Regions from separate parts of the Zea mays genome. Here region 1 is linked to region 2. A link is a contact called in public Hi-C data. All regions are on one chromosome and are shown on one strand. The core of a region is the stretch at or near the end of the contact, and the rest is flanking DNA. Distances in the headings are between cores, read along the strand shown.

The links. A called contact is a pair of places that touch in the nucleus more often than the background predicts.
Region 1: a Hi-C map of endosperm shows a contact between it and region 2, with 3 times the contacts expected there. The contact joins the promoter of LOC100278491 here to the promoter of LOC100282246 in region 2. A contact is called at or near these places in 2 of 25 Hi-C or Micro-C datasets (endosperm and leaf).

Annotation. Positions count from the first base shown.
Region 1 is chr8:139,030,542-139,033,241 of Zm-B73-REFERENCE-NAM-5.0, forward strand. It overlaps LOC100278491, which reads left to right and starts at 1,425. Exons shown (of 1, transcript NM_001151753.2): 1 at 1,425-2,640. The coding sequence starts at 1,463. The coding sequence ends at 2,440. LOC100501664 (putative cytochrome P450 superfamily protein) reads left to right here. Exons shown (of 4, transcript NM_001196342.2): 2 at 1-33; 3 at 119-211; 4 at 322-901. The coding sequence ends at 735.
Region 2 is chr8:138,670,205-138,672,979 of Zm-B73-REFERENCE-NAM-5.0, forward strand. LOC100282246 (copper ion binding) reads left to right here and starts at 1,287. Exons shown (of 2, transcript NM_001155158.2): 1 at 1,287-1,467; 2 at 2,260-2,775. The coding sequence starts at 2,274. LOC100280256 (Ankyrin-1) reads right to left here and starts at 1,245. Exons shown (of 13, transcript NM_001361035.1): 1 at 1,116-1,245; 2 at 949-1,011; 3 at 673-846; 4 at 348-479; 5 at 93-232. The coding sequence starts at 1,143.

The sequences.
Region 1 (2,700 bases), core at 175-2,674, 360 kb after region 2:
GCTGACAACAAAGTCTTCCAAGAAACCTTGAGGGTGGGTGGGTCAATAATCATCATCAGTAGTCCACCCACACCAGACCAGATAAATGTCGAATAATCCGAATCTGTTGTTGATGCAGTCAGTTCAGCTGGAGCTGAAGCAGCAGCAGCAGCAGGAGGAGGCAGATCATGATCTCCTCCAACATCTCAACAGCATGGAGCTTGCATACATGGTGTCTGTCCGTCGTCCGATCCACAACATACATATGCATCTCTATCAGCAAGCTGGAAATTAATTAAATGTTATTAATTCTTGCTGCTTATTGCATTAATTTGCATGCAGACGGTTAAAGAATCATTGAGGATGGCGAGCATAGTTTCCTGGTTTCCAAGGGTAGCACTCGAGGACTGCCAGGTCGCAGGGTTCCACATCCACAAGGGGTGGATTGTGAACATTGATGCGAGGGCCCTACACTACGATGCGACGCTCTACCACAACCCCACCATGTTTGATCCTTCAAGATTCAAAGGCGGGCATAGCATGCACACGAAGCAGCCGTACAGCTTCCTGGTGTTTGGAGCAGGCGGGAGAACCTGCCTGGGGATGAACCTCGCCAAAATCATGATGCTCATTTTTCTGCACCACCTTGTTACAACATGGAGATGGGAGATGGCCGACGACGACCCCAGCCTTGAGAAGTGGGCAATGTTTCCCAGGCTCAGAAACGGATGCCCCATTCACCTCGCACGCATATGATGATTAAGCATGCACTAGCTACCAGAGGAAACTAGTATATATCTTCTGTAACCCTAAACCACAATGCAACCACAAAGCACCGATGTGATGTGTACTTTATTTTCACCACCTTATGTATGTAATTGTCTCGCATGTTATATCAAGAGAAGTACTCTATTCCTCTCTCTCTCTTATGGAGCTCTTGTCGGTTTAGGCTATTAAAGAGCTTAATTGATAGATTTCTCTATTTACAATGACTTGACGAATCGTACATTCATATTGATTTGAGAGATTTTCATATAAACGATTCTCATACAAATAGGTTGAGAAGCAAAGCCCGATTCTAACCCCATAAGGTCTTGTTCGTTGTGCCGGATTGATGAGTCGGAACGATTCCTAACCGAATTGATTCTCTAATTTATATAAATTTTAATTAGGGCATGTTTGGTTAGCTCTCAATCCATGTGGATTGAGTGAGATTGGATGAGTTTGAATCTCAAATAAGTCAAACTTCTTCTCAATTTTTTCCAATCCCATCTAATCCATGTGTTTTGGAAATAACCGAACAAGCCCTTAACTGGAACAATTCCGGATGCGATCCGACACAAACGATCAAGGCCTAAAACTCGATCAAACAGTGGCGGGTCCCGCCCTGCACTCAACTGCGGTGACTTCACTCTTGTCCTGCCACGTCCCGCCCCGTCCCGTCGCCCGTGGCCGCCCCAGCTGCCGCGTGCCGCCCGTTTCCATGGCTATGGAGGGGAGCGGCGGCAGCCAGAGCCAGCTGATCCATCCGGCCGTGGACGAGGCAGCCCTGGCCGTCACCAAGAGAGAGCGCAAGAGAAGCAGGTACCTCTCCCCTCCCTATACCGACACAGGCGTCCTCCAAGAAAAGAAGGCCGCCGGCAGCCAGAAGCAGCGAGAGGAGGGGCAACCCCATGTCTCCGGCGCGGAGGTGCTCCCCACTCTCCGAGCCTCAGCGCTCGGGCAGGGTAAGGGGATGGAAGCGGCAGCCCTCCGTTTCATGGCCATGGATAGCAGGAACAGGAACAGCATTTTCGTCGACGACCATCCCGATTCCCATGCTGCCGCGGGCGGTGCCTCCCAAGACGATGGTGTCAGCAAGCCTCCATCAGCTGCTGGTGTTGGCCGCAAGATGATGCTCAACCTTAATGCAGGCCCAGACGACGGATCGTCCTTGGCCAAGAAGAGGAAGAGAAAGACGATGAAGACCGTTGGGCAGCACAGCTATGTCGGGAATCCTGTGGCACTTGTGCTGGACTTGGCAGAGGGAACTCCGCTGCCCTCCAGGGAGGACCTCCTCTCCACTTTCAGCAGGTTTGGCTTTGTGATCGACTCCGAGACCAGCATCACCCAAGACAAGAACAAGCACACCGCGCGCGTGGTGTTCGCCACCAGGGCTCAAGCAGAGAGCGCCTTGAGCTGTGCCGCGACTCTTGGCGGCGCATTTGCAGCACCGAGCGTCCAGGATCTCCCTCCCATCACGCCTCTTCCAAAGCTCCCTCTCACAGATATTAGGAACAATCTTGGGAAGATGATCTTGTCCTTGTCGTCTAAAGCCAAGTCACCTCAAGAAGCGAATGCAAAGCCGGCCGTGGACAGTCTCAGTCTTGTGGGAGAAATGCAACATCTTCTTGCCAAGGTTGACAAGGTGCTGCAAGCGCAGCGTGCATCTGCTACAGATCATCATGCAATCCACCACTGACCAGTCTGTATGGTTAGGATGCATCTAGGTCGTTCAGCTACTGACCCATGTTCCTTGTAGCTGCTGATCGTCAGTCTTTTGTAAATGGATCCTGAAATCCACCAGTTCAGCGGCTGGTTTCTCTCCCCATGCATTTGTGTAAATGGTAGACCTACATGCATCGCTGCTCTATCTAGTGGTACTCCGCACTAGCATCCTTTATCATCCTCTGTCAGGGTAATGTTCCTTTGCTGGTGGTATCCCACCTTTGACCTGAGACA
Region 2 (2,775 bases), core at 37-2,536:
TCATGCTAAACTGAATATGTAGACAGGATGTTTTGAAAAAACAATAAAAAACTGAGATTCATACTATATACTACATGTAAGAGGTACGGTACCTTAGCATTGTGTTGAAGCAGAAGTTTGACAGCATCCTGGTTGCCATGACCAGCAGCCCACACAAGGGGAGTGCCAGCATCACTTTCTGACTCGACGTCAACTCCCTTGGAGAGGAGAAGCTTCATGAGTTCCGTGTTCCCTGCTCAAGAAAAAGAGATGTTGGTATACATGATTTGGTGATTATTGACTGATGGAGTGGCGGTGGTGCGGAAGGGGGCGAGCACACAGAGGCCATGCATGTAATGTTATGGTACCTATGCCTGCAGCATGGTGTAGCGCTGTGGCTCCTAGGCTGGTGGCCACCGAAGGATCAGCTCCATGGTCGAGAAGATACTTGACAGTGTCCAGATGGCCCTGGCGTGTCGCATGGATGAGCGGAGTTTCGCCTGGGGAGGATGAGGAGTATACAGATGAGATGGTACAACGCATGATACTACACTAGGCATATCGCATACTGATGGTGTTTGTGTTGTATTGGCCATTGGGATGCAGTTTAGTGCAGTATATACAGACATTATAGATGAAAAGCAAAGCAAAGTGCAAATGTGGTATTAGTCTGGTACTCTGGAAGGTACCAACCATCATCGTCCTTTGGGTCGACAGGGAGGCCGAGCTCGCCGATGAGGAATTCACAGACGTCGGTGCGACATCCGATCGCCGCGAAGTGGAGGGCGGTGCGCTTGTTGGCGTCGCGCACGGCGGCGGCGACGGAGGCGGCGCCCGTGCCGTCCTCGTCGAGCGCCGCGACGAGGTCTGCAAATCAGCACCGGGTGCGAAGATGGCAAATACGGTGGCGGTGAGGAGTTGATTTAATGGAGGAGGACAATCGAATCTTGAAATCGGACCGGGACGTACTCTTGAGGGATTGGAGGTCGCCGGCGCGCGCAGCCTCCAGGAAAGCCTGCACCTTGCTCCGAGCTGCCAAGGTATCCAATTCCAAGAGGGGGAGGGGGGAGTTAACCAAACTGAGAGAGAGCGAGAAGCGGGGGTTGTTTTTGTTGGATCCAGTAAAAGCTACGTACCTGAGAGGGCGGCGGTGGCGTCGGCCATGAGAGAAGCGGAAGCTTGGGTTTCAGACCGGGGGTGGGGGGAGTGGAGGCGGCGCGGTGGTGGTGAGAGTGAATTTCTCAGAGCGGGCGAAGTCAGGTAGAGTCGGGAAGGCAGAAGAAGAGTGGACTCAGGCCGGGCCGGGCCGGGCCGGGCCTCTTTATCGGAGCCCTGTGCCCCTGCCGTGGTCAACCTGTGCCTCCTCTATTCTTTCCCTTTTCCTCGTATCCATCCTCCGGCGTCCGCCCTTCTCTCGCGCGCGCCGACCGCCGCCGCCAGGTGCCAGGAAGTCGTGGGAAGTCTTCTTCGGCGACGAGCACCCGCCAGGTACGCCCATCCTCTGCTGTACTCCCCCCGTTCCTGCTGTGCGAAACCGAGCACCCAAACCCTAGCCTAAGCTATTCGCATCGCAAACTCTATTGAGCGACGGATCGCGAAACGCGCGCCGCCGCATTCGGACGAGACCTCGTGGCCCGTACCTTCCTACTCTACCGTCGTCGCCGGAGACGAGCTCACCGGTTAGGGTTTCGGGATTAGGGGCTTGGGGCTTGGATTCCCGGGGGACTCCATACCCGGTGGCCTTAGAAGGGGAAGGGGGCCCAGCGGTGGTGGTGGTTCGACTGTCAGCGAGCGAGACGGCGGGGCACCGCCGATCGGGCGTCGCTGGACATTTGATTGAGCTGGGCAGGCGAAGGCGTGGAGCTTGCTCTTCGATTGGGATTAGAGGAGGGCGGAGGTGGTATGGTGGGCGGCTCGGCTGGCTCAATGGAGCCGCTGGCCGGTGGTGGGGCAGGCGAGATCACGCTCTCTCATAGAGCGTAATGGGTTGCGTAACACACTCCTGTTTGTATTTGGATCCGATCTAATAATTAAAGTTTATTTACGTGGTGCACATGTAGAATTTTCCCATGCCCACTGCTAACTTGGATTGGATTTTTGCCAAAAAAACGGGTGTGCACCCAATCACTTATAGTGAAACCGTTGTGTGTTTGATGTGCTTCTAACCAAGTACAAATCCAGTGAAAACACACCTACCATTCAACAATCCACATTTTGGTTGCAATTATCAGCATTCTAGAAAGGTGCATGTGCCCATTGATACACTTGCTATTGGTGCAGGCCATATCTCTGCAATGGGTGACTACACAATCCAGATTAGCACCAAGCTCATTGACCAGCTTGCTCGTGATGACGAGAAGGTAAAACGGAAAGCCAGGAAGCCCAAGCCTAAGAAGAAGCCCACCGTCCAGCCACATGAAGAGCCCCTGGAATTCCCGAGAGAACCAAAGACGACAAGCCTTGCTACTGCTCCTGGGTGGCCTCTGCAGCCTCCCCCTATGTTTCTGCCAGTGACCCCTGCTCCCCCGCCACCCCCGGCCACAATGCCGGAGGTGGAAGCCATTCGTTCCGTCCTGAAAGAAAGTGAGGCGCTTCTCAAGAAGCTGGAGAACCAGGAAACTGGGGCACGCCAAGAGCTCAGCAAGAGAGCAAAGGAGCTGCACGACAAGGAGTTCAAGCTACCATACCAGAAACCCATGCCCTGCACCCAGGAGAGGGCAGGCTGCCTTGAGTGTTACAAGACCAATACAAAGGACCCGCTCAAGTGTGCTGAAGCAGTCAAGAGATTTGAGGCAT